Regions from separate parts of the Sus scrofa genome. Here region 1 is linked to region 2. A link is a contact called in public HiChIP or PLAC-seq data. All regions are on one chromosome and are shown on one strand. Each heading gives the region's core, a stretch centred on a gene start, on an enhancer-like site or on the middle of the called end of the contact. The rest is flanking DNA. Distances are from core to core; before and after follow the strand shown. Region 1 holds the start of MECOM (MDS1 and EVI1 complex locus protein EVI1). Region 2 overlaps MECOM (MDS1 and EVI1 complex locus protein EVI1).

The links. HiChIP or PLAC-seq counts read pairs in DNA pulled down with a chosen protein or histone mark.
Region 1: a contact with region 2 is called in an H3K27ac HiChIP or PLAC-seq map of skeletal muscle, with 12 times the contacts expected there. The contact joins the promoter of MECOM here to the enhancer-like site in region 2. A contact is called at or near these places in 13 of 47 Hi-C or Micro-C datasets (alveolar macrophages, embryonic fibroblasts, fetal heart ventricle and 7 more) and 1 of 2 datasets of contacts at active chromatin or transcription factors (skeletal muscle).

Annotation. Positions count from the first base shown.
Region 1 is chr13:108,332,305-108,340,140 of Sscrofa11.1, forward strand. It overlaps MECOM (MDS1 and EVI1 complex locus protein EVI1), which reads right to left and starts at 3,830. Exons shown (of 17, transcript XM_021071139.1): 1 at 3,163-3,830. The coding sequence starts at 3,199. LOC110256516 (a long non-coding RNA gene) reads left to right here and starts at 3,160. Exons shown (of 4, transcript XR_002338106.1): 1 at 3,160-3,224; 2 at 3,855-4,015; 3 at 4,335-4,398; 4 at 5,416-5,615.
Region 2 is chr13:108,049,861-108,057,228 of Sscrofa11.1, forward strand. All of the region lies in intron 1 of MECOM (MDS1 and EVI1 complex locus protein EVI1), which reads right to left. Among named protein-coding and RNA genes, the nearest start is that of MECOM, 280 kb to the right of the region's middle. Within about 2 kb of position 5,256, at least 17 of the 83 cell types and tissues checked have an H3K27ac peak or open chromatin away from gene starts, as enhancers often do. A contact at or near this core is called in skeletal muscle, where this site is marked.

The DNA.
Region 1 (7,836 bases), core at 2,580-5,079, 280 kb after region 2:
TCACGGCGCTGCCAGAGCCTGCTTGGCTTTTAGTTTTCTTTTCTTAAAGGTGAGAATAAAAGCCAACGGCTTTAGACAGTACAAATGTCAATCTTCTTGGTTTTCCCTTCTTTATTTTTTTAAATGAAATGACTTATTCCTCCCAAATGATGTGCAACGAATTTATCGGGTTTAACTATTATATAAAATAACAAGCCCTATAAGTTGAGGAGTAGGCTGTGAATTCATTCTGAGTTTAGCTTCAGCGGGTACTTTCAGGGGCTATAGTCCCTGGTTTGGGTCCATGGAATCCTGTACCATAGCCAAGATCGTGACAGGACTTGGCCACCAAAGAAATTTACAAGATACACAAAGAATAACAATCAATGGTAAAAACAACTGTTTCTAAGTTATTTGATTCCATTGCAATGTTTACTTTTGCAACGGGAAAGGTAGGCTTGTTTTTTAAATTATGCTGGTCACACTGCCTCTTCCTGACCCAGAAAAAGAAAGAAACCGGTGCAGACACAGCCTCGAAGTTTTCGTCGGATTGCGCAGCAGGGGTCAAGGACTATCTCCGCCCTGCTCTAGGAAACACGCACTACGCGGAGGGGGCGGGGGGAGGAAATAGCGCTTTAAAAATACAAAAATCCTGAGTTTTAATATGATTTCCTTTATTACCCAGATTGTAACTGAAGAAGTGCACAAAGCAGCGGTCCTAAGAAAGGCTACCGCGGTGGCAACAACTGAACCAGCGCGAGCGGGAACCTGAGGCTTAGCAAGAAAAGTTTGTAAGAGTTTGTATCTAGTTATCACAAAGCCGCAGTGGCATCCTTAGAGACAAAATAAATGGGTCTCCCACTGGATGAATGACAAGAACTATCATCAGATCGGAAACCAGGCTCGGTTTCTGGACATTGAGTGTTTTGTGCGTGCGGGAATATTTTAATATACGACAGCGTACAATTTAGCAATTAAAATAGTTGGGGAAAGTTGCTCAAGAAAATTCCAAGGGTTTTGTGTTCTGCTTTCACTTCAGCGGATACCAGGCAATGAGGCGCGCAAAGCGTTCGGCTTTCATTTCACAACTTAGGCAGAGTTTGAAATTGTCTCTCCGACCCCCGCCCCACCCCCCAAACACACACACACACACACACACGCACGCGCGCGCGCGCCTAATCGTCAGTTGGAATTGAAGCCCCCAGACTTCCAAGCGTATGTACATGTATTCTTCCTCAAATGAAAATAAAGACATCGGCCTCATTTAAAAGCAAACAGGAAAAACAGGAGTACCACTGGCGCACTTTGGCACTGTCTCAGCTAAGCGAAATGAACAATATCCAAAAGAGAAATAAATGGACTGATGACCCAAGAGCACTATATACAGGTTGATCCTTGAGGCCAGAGTGAAAGGAAAAGTACTTGGGAGTGAGGGAGTGCTTGGGTGAGGACTGGGCGAAGCACTGGAAAGACGCCTTACGATGACAGCATCTCACAGGGCTAGACCTCGGAGTCTCACCGCCAAAGAAACCAAGCCCGCCAAGGTGCCGCTGTCCTCCCGCGCGGCTGCGGCGGAGACACCAGAGGCTGGAAGGAGTGAGGCATACTTGGTTTTAATATGTAGGAGTGCGGAAGACTGGGGAGTTCACTGGGAAGAAGCATCCCACCCACCCCATCTCTCCTTTCTCTGGTCCAAAAGCAAAACAATTAGAGAGTTCTGTTTTCTGCGAGGAGAACAAACGGCAGCCGGTCCCTTTCTGAGGCTGCTCCAGGCCCGCATGCTGACACCTTGCGGAGGAGAGCTTCCGACTGCTCAGGATTGCCCCGGGTCTCGGCACCTCTGAGTACCCTTAGATTCGAGGTAGATGCATTTGGACAAACCCAGTCCCGTCGCCTACAGTCCAGGCTGAGACTCTTGCCTTCCCCGTCAGTACCGGCCCCGCGGACATCGCAGTGCGAAGTTACCCAACATTGAAGCGAGCAAAGTGGGGGATGGGAGTCCCGCCACCCCCGCCCCGAACTCAATCGCCCTCGTCCCGCGTGACCTAGGCCGCTCCACGCCGGCAGGCAGGGGGCGCCGGGGAGGGTTAGTGACTCGAGACCCTGGCTGCAACCAGAAGCAGGTCAGCAGGCTTCGCCGTACCCTCTCGGCTGCCCAGGGAGCCCGCAGCCCGCCCCCTGCGGGTCACTCGGCGCCCAGCCAGCCTGAAACTATAGGGCCGAAGCGCGCCGTTTCGGCCCCCTTCTCCTCGGCCGCCGTCGCCTCTGGCTACGCGCCCTCTACTCCCCGTTCAGCAGGCGCTCCCAGGGCCTCTTCTCTCCCCACCTGCCCGCGGCTTTGCAGAGCCGGTAGCTCTGCTCTGCCCGCGCCCCCCCCCAAAACACACACACACACACACACACACACACACACACACACACACAGCGACTACAGCCTCCACCCTCGTCTCCCCCACTCCCCACCCCAGCCCTCCCGCCGCGCCGCGCACGCCAGAGAGCACGGCCGAGCGCACAGCGCCCACTACCGCAACCGCCGCTCGGCGCAGCCCGCCAGCCCGCGCAACTTCCAGCGGCCGCCTCGCAACTTTTCCCAACTCCACCACTGCTGCCCGCCGCCGCCGCCGCCGCCGCCACTGTGGCTCCCTCCGAGCCTGCCACCCACCCCAGACCCCGAACACAAACCGAGGCGCGAAAAGGCTCCAGTCCCCAGCCCGCGCCGCCCCCCCCCCACCCCGCTGCTCCCCCTCCCACACCCGGGACTAGCTGGTTGGCCAGAGGCAACTCTCCTCCGCCTGGGGGGAAGAGGAGGGGAGGGGGAGACTCTTGCATCTCCTCTCCCCCACCCCCACCCCACCCCTTCCCGCTCGCTCTTGCGCTCTCTCCTCCCTCCCACAAGGTCTTTGCTGCCCCCACCCCCACCCCCACCCCGGGGTTGCCACAGCTGGTCAGTGCTGCGGGCTTGAGGGCTGCCCCGGCTCCTCTGGCGCCCAAACAAGGAGCCAGAGCGCGGGCGGCCGGGCGTGGAGGCTGGGACCGGCAGGTTGCAGGGTCTGCGCTGCGCCTGCCCTCCACCCGGGGCCCCGACACGAGAGGAAGCCCCGCGCTCCCTCCCGGAGCGCTGGAGACAGATATGCAAGATGGCAGAGAGGGGGAAAGCCAATAGAAAAGGGATATTGCACCTACTTGTGGCCAGTTTCCTTGCCCTGCCTTTGGATCTCATGCTGTGCCCAGTCCTGCAGCCGCTGGTGTGTGGTTGGGGTTTTTTTTTCTTGGATCTTTTCCTTCTTTTGCTCTCTCGCTCCCTCCCTCTCGTCTCTCTCTCTCTCTCTCTCTCTCTCTCTCTCTCTCACACACACACACACGCACACACACACACACACACACTTACACACTCACTCTCTGTCTTCCCCTCTTTCACTCTCTCTCCCTCCCTCTCTCCCTTTCTCTCAATCCACACTCGCTATCTCTCCAGCATTGTCAGTTTGGACACCTTCGCACATGCGCGCTAGACGCCCCTCCAACATCTCAGCGCCGCCAAAAAAAGTTTGGAGCGATTTATCACTTTGATTTGGAGATCTTGTCAGATGGCAATCGCTGAGGAGGCGGAGAAAGGGAGCCACGGGGAGGGCGACGGGGGGCGGGGAGCGAGCTCAGGGAGTCAGAAGGGAGCAGACATCTAGCCCCCCCCTCCCCCAAAAAGGAACGCGAAGACTCGGGCAGAGGATTGATTTCGTATTGGAATCACCCATAAGCCTGTACCATTACTATTATTTTTTCCCACCATAAATTGAAGGAAATTTTCTATTCTGTCCTTGGGGGAAAGCAAGAAGTGGGGGGAGGGGAGAGGGCTTTTAAAAATCTTTCCCACACTAAAGAACTAGAAGGACCGGACTCCTCGGGCGAACGATCCAGGAGAAAGTGAGAATCATCCTGAACATCGGGAATCTGCTGCCGCTGCTACTGCTGCTGAAGCTATTTCGGCTTCTGCTTTCAGAGTTGAAAGCTGAATAAATAACTGTTTCTTTCTTGATTTTAGGTATAATGCCAATTCTTTCTGCCATCCTTGGGACATATCAGTTGGTCTTTTCCTACCAAGTAGTGATAATGACCTTTGGCTCCCAGGTCCGAGACGGCTTGGGCGTTTGACAACCAAGACCTCCTGTCTTCTCTGAGGTCGGCTGTCACCTTCCGGCCTCCCATACCGCTGCGGAGTAGCCTCCTGCAGCAGTTCAGCCTGCCTGCCATTTCACTCACTCGCTTAAACCCACGACCTCCCGGGTTATAGGAAGGAGGTGTGGGAGGGATTTCCCCCTACCTCTTAAAAAATACATTGTTGAAATTTGCTTTAATTACAGGATTTACCAATGAAGTGGGCATGCAGAAATGGGGACCTCTTAAAAGGAACTAGCTGTGTTCAAGGTATGAATCAATCCCAACTACTATGGATTTTCTCTTGGTACAACCTCCTTGCATTAAACAGTTTTGTTCAATACCCTCTGTGAGCTATTTATGTCCCCATTAATATCTGTTGCAAATCCTGCCAAACACCATAAAAGAAAATTACAATCTTTTTGTCTCTGTGCTGCAACAGTACATCCTTGATGTTCAAGTTAAAGGAGAGAAAAGAATAGCAGGTCCTGGGCATGAATTTGGCAAAGGCAGAGAAGAATAAGGAAGATAACTGAGAATCCCCAGTTGTAACCTGTTGTCATTTATTGTCAAAACTAGGACTGGGGATGTGAGTGAGCAAATAGCAAGGTTCAATTCCAAAGAGTAGTGGCTCACAAATATCTTTATTACAGGAAATTAAAGTTCAAAAGATTCACCTTGGCAAGGATGCCCACCACTTCTCTTTCTCTGTGTAATTCCAGGGGCATTTGGCTCTAAGATACAGGTCCCTGGAGAACCAAACTACAGGTCCCAAGGGAGACAGATGTGTAATGCTGAATTGTGAGGAAGGGAAGTGGGGTGGCAGAGGAAAGCAAAGGAAGGAATTACACAGAGCAGGAGTAAAAACAACTTTAAAAGAGAGGGTTCTGGTGCCGGTACACATGGGCACCAGAGAACTCTATCATCACCTCTGGACTAAAGAGGGAAAAAGGGGGAGGGGGACCCAATCCTTCTACAATTTCTGTTGCCCTGTGTGTACAAGTGGTGTGTGCTTATACATTTGATGGGTGCAACAGCACAGGCACTTCAACAATTTGAATTTATGTGCCCAGGGTCTGTGATTGTGAGTTCACTAACTCCTCTTGGTTTAAATGAAGGCATACCTCTGACCAGTAAATGTTCTCAGAGGAAAAAGAGAAATGGCGGTTGAGAGCTCTCACCAAGGGAATGAAATCTATAGGGAGAAACACACTAGACTGGCTGGCCAGAAGTTCATAGGAGCTGCTTTAGATCAGTTTAAGGGAATCTCTGGGCACTTTCTCCAAGGACACATGGGCAGCGCCAAGGATCAAGCCCTTCCCAGCTATGGGAACCTAAAGGTTCTTGACCCCCCAGGAGAGGAGGTGGAGTCCACTGAGGACCGAAGAACATCCAGGACAAGAGGAGGCTCTGCCTGGGACTTTTCACTTCATCTTACTCCGGGGAGTTTAAAAAATAAATAAAATGTGTTACCGACTTTCCTAAGACTTTTCTACTTGATTCCTTTCATCTCATCCCCAGGGGTTCTATATCCGGGTCCCACTGCAGAGAGGAGGTTAAGAGGAGTGCAGAGTAATTTTCTAGGAGATGAAGGAACCACGGAATCAAACCTAAGATTCAATACAAGACCCACGCGTGAAGCTGCAGTGGTCGTTTCTACTGAGAAAATATAAACCACGTGGCGGCCCAGGGGGTGGGGCAGGGGCTGCGAGGGGAGATGGTGGTGGTGGGGATATGGAAGACTAAGGAAAATCAAAGCTGATGCCCCAACTTTAAAGATCTCGGTATTTAAGTTTCCTAGAAGGGCAGGGGGTGGGGAGGAAGAAGCGCGGCTGAAGCCCCCTCCCCTTCAGAGTTTTAAAATCCCTGGAGTCCCGGGCGCTTCAACGAACGGGTCTTTTGCTTGGTCTCTCCAAGGCTTTTGGGACACGAGCGAATCCAACCTATTTTAGCTGAAATAACAAACACAAACTCCTCTGTGCCCTCCGGCTAAGGCACTGTGAAAAGACAAGGCATCAATCTATTTGTTGTTTAATAAAAGAATTCACAAAATTATTACTTTCTTTTCAAACCCGAAAGCTGGGTTCCTTTTTCTTTCTTCTTTCTTTCCTTTCTTTCTTTCATCATTTCCTTTCCGCCCTAAGTGAGTGTTAATAAAGGAGCTAACTTGCTAGTTCAAGTGTGTTTAACCTGATGGAGCAAACGCCCAACCGCAGCGGACCGCTCTCGCCGCGTGCAGCGCCGCGGCCCCAGAGCACGGACCCCGGCGGGTTCCCTACTCCCAAGTGCCTGGACCCCGTCAGTTCCACCTGTCCCAAGTCTCAGCGGTGAGACCCAAGCAGGTGGCTCTGTTCAGCAGCCCCTGGGGTTCCCGACATCCTCTGAAGTCCCGTCTAAGCTGTCGCTGGCCCAAGAGAAAAGAGGCCTCCAACAAGTTGGCGGAGTTGCCTTCGCTGCCCGCCCCCGTACCACCCGCTTTTCCCTCTCCTCCTGAAATTCGTTTCCTTAAGAGACCTTAGCATGAGTCCAACGTTCTCTCGCGTTTCCTCCCACGGAAGCGGGCATCCTGGAAGCAGTACTTCTTTGGAAATTCGATGAGTTTACGGGCTGTTTGGATTTGCTTGTTTTATTACTGTCACTTTTTTCTTTTCGGATTTTTTTTTCTTTCTTTGTTTTAAGTAGAAGCAGGGATCTCGAGGTGTTGGAAGAAAGATGGGTCATTGAAGAGGAGGACAGGACAAGCATACCCCTTCTCCAACTTTGTTTCTTTAATTAATGCTAGAAATGGCAAAGAACCGATTTTCAGGACATTGCATTCAACAGGAAATTTTCTTTTCCTCGCATTATAATTGAACCAGCCCCACAGTATCTTTGGAAGAAAGTTTGAATTCTTTAAGGAGGTATTTCTTGGCCTATTGTCTTTGTGCAGTGAACTTTACATCTTGCCATTCAATCGCAACCTATATTCTCCTGGCTACCAGCAAGATTAATTTAATCATTGTAATGCAATTATTAATACTGTTTACCCAATGCTGGGTTTCAGGTTGGCTGTTAAGAAATTAAACTCTCACTGGGTGACCAGAGCTAGGCAGGGGTTTCTTCATGTTGAAATGAAACAGTCCTCTTTATTTAGTCTCAGAGCTCTAGCTTTCGGCCACCAGCTCAATTAGCCAAAATGGAAACAATTTTCATTCATTGCAATAACTCACTGTTCTAGAGATCGCTTTCAAAATATACACTTTATTATTATACGCTGACCTCGGTGGCGTGGAGTGGCAATAAAAGAAAGAGGCAGGGAGATCTATCTAGCCCCCTTGGGCTATAATTATTAGAAATTAATTGGGTTCAGGACCCTGGGTAGTCTAGCTAAATTAATAGCTTGTCTAGTGGTTTAAATCCGAATTTTTAGTCCACAGGAGAGAAAGAGAGAGAGCCACAGACATGAAATGCAGACCCAAGGGACGCCTGAGTTTACTTGCAAGACACTCATCTATTAAATAGTGTCCAGAATACATTTGAGTTGGGGAGAGAGGGCCCGGAGTAGGAGGGGGAGGGAACCAGAAGAAAGAAAGGAGTGAGATGGGGAGGGCGGCTGCGAGTGAGCTAAAAGGTCTCGAGTTGATTTTATTCGATTTTTCTTGTGTGCATTGTTTTCGGGAGGGGTTGCATTTAGGGGTTAAAATAAAAAATAAAGATCCCGTGTTCTCG
Region 2 (7,368 bases), core at 4,006-6,505:
TGAGCTTAAATTTCCCACCCATTGAAGGGGATTTCAGTTATCTTAAAGCAAATAAACACATTTCTCCACTAGGATTATGGACGGAGGGACATACCTAATTTGCTCAAATTGTAGACCTTCAAAGGGGAGAACTAAGAAAAACAGATTAAAATTATAAGACAGATTTCAATCAGAGCCATCCAAAGGTAAATGAGTTACCTTATGTTTCCTAGCATAGGGGCTCTAATATAACCTAGAAAGCCATGAATTAAGGATGATACAGAAGAATTTTAACTTTAGGTTGATGACTAGACTAGAGGACTTTTAAGATCTTACCAACTCTATAGTTCTACAAATTATTAAAATCTTCCAAGATAGTTTATCAGGCTAGAGCATAAAAAACCCGAGTTCTACTCCCAATTCCTTCTCTGATTCATTTTGGCATAATTAAGCATAATACTTATTAACAACTGTCCATCAGGTACTGACTCCTCTTAAATTTCTGTGAAGTATAAAGTAATTGTTCATACAAAAGTATCTTTCTAATGAAGTGCTTGGTTCTTAATTCAAATAATAATATAATGCCATTTAAATGAAGCACAGAACCAAGCTCAGAACACAACCTTACTCCTATGAGACATGTGATCTCAACTCAACAAGCTCATTATCATTCCAGTTTAGCATGTCCAAAACCTTGCACAGCGTCATCCATTCTCAAATTGACTCCCCTACCCACTTCTCCATTTCCACTAAAAATAATATTTTCCCCTAATTATCCATGTTCAAGTTTCAAAAATAACATGGATATTTTCTCTCCTTCATCTTCAATCTATTGTCATTAAATGCTGTCCATTCTTCTTGCAAGATTTTAACTTCATCTTATTCTTACGATCCGTGTTTTTATTCCTGAATTTTTTAACAGTCCTCTAAATGGGTCTCCAGACCTCCAGCTTCCTTCCAGTATCCCTCAACTCTGAGCCTGTACGGTGCTCTTCAAACTATCTTCTGAGCATATCAGCTTTCCTATGCAGTAGTCTCCAATAATTCCTAGTGTTCCCAGGTAACTTGTGAATGAAATCTTCCCCATTTTGAAACCATTTTCCCTTTCCTCTTAATCTCAACACTCCTCAGTAGGATCCCCCAGGCCAGAATAAATTTACTCTGGTCTTCCGAGTTCAGAAAGCATTTCTTCTGTGGTTCTTCTCACCCAATCACCCTATCTCTGCCCCTCTGACCATCCAACTTCTAGTCATTCTCCATGTCAACTTCCAACTTACCTCCTTGTCATCCCATTTAATCTAAGTATCTCCCTTCTTTCAACTCTTACATAACTTCCCCCTTCAGTCTGATTAAATACTTCTCCAAATTACTACTTAGAGTTTAATATGAATGTTCCTTTTATTTCAAACTAAGAAATAAGCCCTTAAAGGGGAGACTCGGGATTCACATGTCTTAGAAATTCTCCAAATGATCTGAATAAAAGTGCTTAAAAAAATACTTGTAAGATATATAATTTTATTGAACTATTAAGCCAAATCAATATTTTTCTACCAACTATAGGAAATTATTTTGATCCTAAAAAGCACTTTTAAACCCATAGAAATGGAATGCCATGGATTATAAATTTTTCTCCAAACCCAACACCAAAAGAAACAATTTTAATAATGCCCCAAAGAAACATTATCAGAGGAATACACTTAAGGATCCAAATACTCTTGATTCAGGAAGATTTTGCACTGCTACCTAAGAGCCAAAAATTCACTAGCACTTTTGATACAGCTAAAAATAGATAAAAACATCTTTCTAGAAATGCAACATTTAACTACCGCAAATGTAGACTTACTCTGCAGATTTTTAAAGGGATTTAACACTCATTGCAAAGATTTTGGGGTTTTTTGAGAAATACTAAAAATTGGAAGATATTATGTAATCTATAGGCTTATCCATTTAAGCAGCAGGAAACAAAAATGCATCAAAATGACTAGAACTATTTCCTCCAGTAATTAGCCATTAAAGGTCAGTAAAATCTCCCCTATTTCCTCAAAGGGTTAAATCTGTCATATTGTCAGTTTCATCAAAGTGATCTCAAACCTTAAAAAAGGATAGATACAAACCCATCTGGGCCCTTCCACTAGCATAGCTAACCCCATGACCTTTGAGTTACCCACAAACTTTCCCAATGCATAATTTTTAAATGAGTGAGTTTGGATTTCAATTCCTGTGAAGACAAAATACACACATGCCCAGGCTCATGCACAAAAGAATTTAGATTTTAAACCTGAATGCAATTCTGGTTATAATAGCAAAAATATTCCGATTAAAACTGAAGAACAGCTTATACAGACAAGCAAATCCAGGAGAAAGACTTATGGTCCTATTCATCCATGTGCAGGCATTAAGTATATATGCAAACCCAGGCAATTTGTTTCTAAGCCACTGTTAATATACTATTATCTGAGTTAAATATAAGAAGGGCTGTGGAAATACAAAACTGCTGAGTTTTACATATCAAAACATGCAACAATATTTCAGTGTAATCTAGCATTATAAAATTTTCAACAGCAAATGCAATTTATCATGCTGCATTGAGTATTTGCATAAACCAAAGTAAACTAATGTTTCCATGTACATTACTCAAGAACTATTCAAAAAGCCACTAAAACATTTCATCTAAATGACAAACTACCTCAATTATCACATCTCCATTAAATCTCTGTTATTGGGAGGAAATTGGTAGATCTTTTTCCTGAGTTATAACTATAGTTAATTAAACCATTGCTCAGATATCATATTGACAGATGGGGCACGTTTACAATAGGTAAGTATCAGGTAAGAAGTATATCAGTGCTCCCATAAAGATAAATAACCCTTGTAACTTCTGGGAGCTGAACTGCCTGCTACTGGAATTTGCTTCATGTATCCTTTAGGTGTGTCATTAACTGAATGAGGACAGAAAGGCAGGCTTATTGTTGGATTTGAGGCAAATGACTTGGGAAATGCTCTTGGAAACCAGCCTCTTCAGTGCAATATACCCAGAGACCAAGCAAAAGGCCACACAGTTTATATTTATTTTCTATGACTCTGAATAACTAACAAACGGTTTCCACTTGAGGTGAGATGTATTTTGAAAACATATCAGAATCTGCAAAGAGGAAATTGCAGAAATGATACTGATAATAATAACTTCCACAGATGTATCTATATTTTCTCACAATCCAGTGAGAAAACTATGGTGAAAAAAATAACCTTCCATTTTGCAGATGTGTAACCTGATACTCAAGGATGCTAACCAGTATATCCAAAATCAGCTGAAACTAGAATACAGGTGTTTAAAGTCAATCCTCCCTTTAACTCTTAGGCAATTTGCTTTTTTTTTTTTTCTTTAAAGATATATTTCAAAGTTGTTGTTGTTGTTTCAAAATTGTGGCCCTACTATGTGAGTGGTGTGATTTTTTTTTTTCACTTCAAGAACATTTCCTTATGTTTTAAAAATACTAAACAATATTCAATTGCTGCATAATATTCCATAATGTAAATCCACGAAACGTAAATAGTATTTATTTGTTGCTTCTAATTTTCTGATACCATAAATACCACTGAATGAACATTCTTTCATATAAATATTTATGTTCATTCATTTAATTTCCTTAGGTTAGATTCTTGTAAGAAAGCTTTGTGAGTATTGACAGATTGCTTCTCAGTGCTATATACCAATTTATAATCCTAGCAACCAGACTGGCATTTATTATTATGTGTTTTAATTTAGTAATACAGTGGAAAAGACTGCATATTTATTGTTGCTTTAATTCACACAGTGACTACTTGGACTAAATATTTTTATTTGTCATTCCTCCTTCTCTTTTGCAAATTATTCATTGTTTTTGTCCAATTTTAATTGGGCTTTTATTGGTCTATCTTATTAATCATAAAGACATGAGCCCTTTGATACAGTTTTTTGCTACTCACCCCAGTAGAACATTTATCATTTGGTTTCTTAATGGGGTTTTTGTCCTATAAAATTTTTAACTTGTATGGAATCAAGTCTATTTTTCCTTTGTGATTTTTACATTTTTCTTAGAGTCCTTACCCATCCTAAAGAGGAAAAAAAATAAAAAAAGATTCTTTTGTATTTTCTTTGAGTTTCATAGTTGCTTTTCTACCAACCTTGGATTACCAATGATTTACTGCTGAGTGAAAAGCAGAGAAAAATGATTTCATTTATTTGAGCTCCTGTGAACGGCAGGCTAGAAAAAAAAATGCCATTTCACTCATAATTCTTTGGTTCTTATTTGCAAGGCTGGCCTAAAATGCCTTCTCTTTTTGTGGGTTTTATATAACTCACCATTTGTTTCACTTGGCCTCTCTGCCTAGTTTAACTGCAAATCTTCTGGGCAGATGCCATTCAAAATTCTGAGTTTCACCACTAATGGCATTCAGTACCGGTCATAATACTTATCACTCAGCATTATCATTAGTGATACTAACAGAAATAATTTTTCTCTCTACTCTTCTTCACATGAGTTCATTGATAGAAAATATTTAGCAACTAGAGTTTAATGTTAACATTAAAAGCATACATACACAGTTTGACTCTAAGACAAATTTCCATAGACATTAAAGAAATCCGTTCTATATACTCAGCTGTACACACAGACGCATATAATAGACACATCCGTGTGCATTTGAAGTGTGTGTGCGTGTGTGTGTGTAATAGCTTACTAATCTTAAAAATAGGCTGAGACAGAAACATGGTTTGAAATCTCAGGCAGACCGGTTGAGATCATAACTACATGAAACAACTGCCAGGAGGAGACCAGCAAGGGAATTGAACAGATTAGGTAACTCAGAAATTTAGACATTTCCCCCCATTATGTTCCTCATTGCAGTTTTGTAATAAAAACATGAGCAAACTTCAAAGGAAACACTGTAGTAAAGGTTAATTGCTACTAAAGAAGAGGGTGGGCCCAAGCGCGGGTACTTTGTGCCCAACTTGCGAGCAGACAGGAAGGATTACACGTGGCTGAGAGCGGGGATGCGTGCCCAGCTCCGCGAGCAGGGGAGGTGCTGCCAAACCTCAGCCCCACCAGGGACCTCCTGGTAGGACATGAGCGCAGGAACATGAGTCTGTGAGTCGATGCCTGCTAACGGGGGCGGTGGGGGGGGAGACACACATCAATTTCCTTCCAAAATTCAAACCGGACATGCTCTTCTTCCCTTGTTAGGACAATTCCAGAGCGGTGACCGCTCGCCTGCTTGCCAGAAAGCGAGGACCTCTCCAGCCAGCTCTTCTGTACCAGCAGCACAGCCAATCCAGGCGCGCCAGGCTGGGGGAAAGGGTGGAGCCCGAGTAAGGCCAGATGCACAAAAAGAACAAAGAAGGCGGCTGCGAAGAACGGGCCAGTAGAATATTCTGTGAGAATGGCCCCAAGACAGTGAAATTTCAGATCCCAACGAAAGGAAGAAAGGAAGCTAGTAAACGTAAGGAAAATGAATTTCCAGAAAATTGACTTAAAATAGCTTCAAAGGACAGTAGTCAGGGTCCACAGGTACAGGCTGAGAAAATAGAGGCATCTAACAGAATGGAAGCTGCTGATGGATATGGTCTTCAGAAAGTGCTGCCTCTGGGTAGGGATGAGAAGAAAATAGACCACCATAGAATCTGTTGACACTGGACTGCTTTTGTAGAATGCATGTCTCTAGAGACCATTATTTTTGTGAAATAATCTATCAACAGGTCTTGGTACATGGAATTTTTTTAATGGCCTACTAAGCTTCCTTGCACCTCTAGTATTTGCTACTTCCTTGTACCAGAGCATTCCATTTCTTCCTTATGGAACTTTCCCCCCCAGTGTTTCCTAAAAATACTTTATTTATGGACTGTCAAAAAGACCTAAAAGTGTGGAAGTGTTGGGAGGCAAGTGAAGAAGATGGCAAAAAATACCACATGAGCTGGAAGTAAAAGACCAAATCAGTGAGAAAACATTTATCTTTCTTGTAGGATGGTGGCATACCTCTTGCTTGTTCTGGGACTTTTAAGTCTGGTTAAGAGTTTCTTTACTCTCCTAGGAATTTCACAGACCTTTCACTAAACAAGTATGGTTTGTGAATTACACTGGTAGCTTCTAAACTCTTATGAAATGGGTTTGGCCATTTCCAAAAGTTCCTCTTCAGAGATGGAACTAAGCTTTTTAAAAGGGGTTATGGAAAGAAACTGCCAGAAAATTCATAGTTGAGGTACCAGTAAAGCCCTTTGGTATCTACTTACAGATCTATAACAGCTAAAATAAAGACATTAAAGCTCCGTGAGTACTAGTCCAAGGAAAAACATGACCTGGTTAATGTTTGGCTTATTCTGTTGTTAAGGGAGACGCGATCGCCAATACCCACTGGAATGACCAGCTAAGAACAGACTTATCACATATCAGATACTGTTTCTTTTACATTATAACTATGTGCCTCGACTCTTTTAGCAAGACAAATTTTCAAGAGACTTTTGGCAACCTTTGACCTGATGGCTTTTCTCATAAGCTTTTTATATCCCCAAAGTGATTTTCCTTCATTTTCATTTAGAGTAAAATAGAAATGCCCTGAAATTAGGTCGCAGCAGACTGGGTGGTTACTCCTCAGGCAGTCTGAAATGACCAGAGTACAGCCTTTCAGTATTCAAGCCATATCTACAGTAATTATTTGCCAGCGTATCTAAAAGAAGGCAGGCATTTCCTGTTGCACACAAATGGGACACTCTTATCTAAATTACTGTTTAAACAGGTATTTAAGAAAAGACTATCACAGGCAGGAATTTACTGATGACGGAACACATTAGTTTAGGGCTGGACACATTAGTTGAGGACTAACCATTGTCAGGAAAGGAAGCATATCAGCATCAGGAAGGTATAGGGAATATTTTATAACTCCCATATGGGTCAAGTTGGGGGACTGTAAACTATGCCATTTGCACTCAGGAAAAGCAGGAGTGGCACTACCCTGACATGGAGGTCTGGATTCAGCAATATGTCTCCACTGCCCAGAGTAACCTTGAGAGCTAGAGCTTGAGAGTCACAGCTTTTGGGGATCTCTGTTTCCCTGTCCATAAAACAAACACATGGGACAAGTTCAGCTCCAGGTCTGTGCCACTCAAGCAATCTCAGTTCTACATAAGGAACACCAATGGATGGTCAAAGCTTGGTGTACCAGAAGCTTATAAAATATATTTCCTGGAAAGGCACTTTGAAAATTGGTTTGGTCTCTCCCAACGTAAGCTAGGAGAGGCTGTACTCTGAGCTGCCTAACTTTGTTTTAACCAGTGAAACTGGAATTTATTCCCAGTAGAGGCTTATAAAACTGGGCTGTTATTCTCACATTAAGTAGACTGCCCTCTGGTGAGGACTG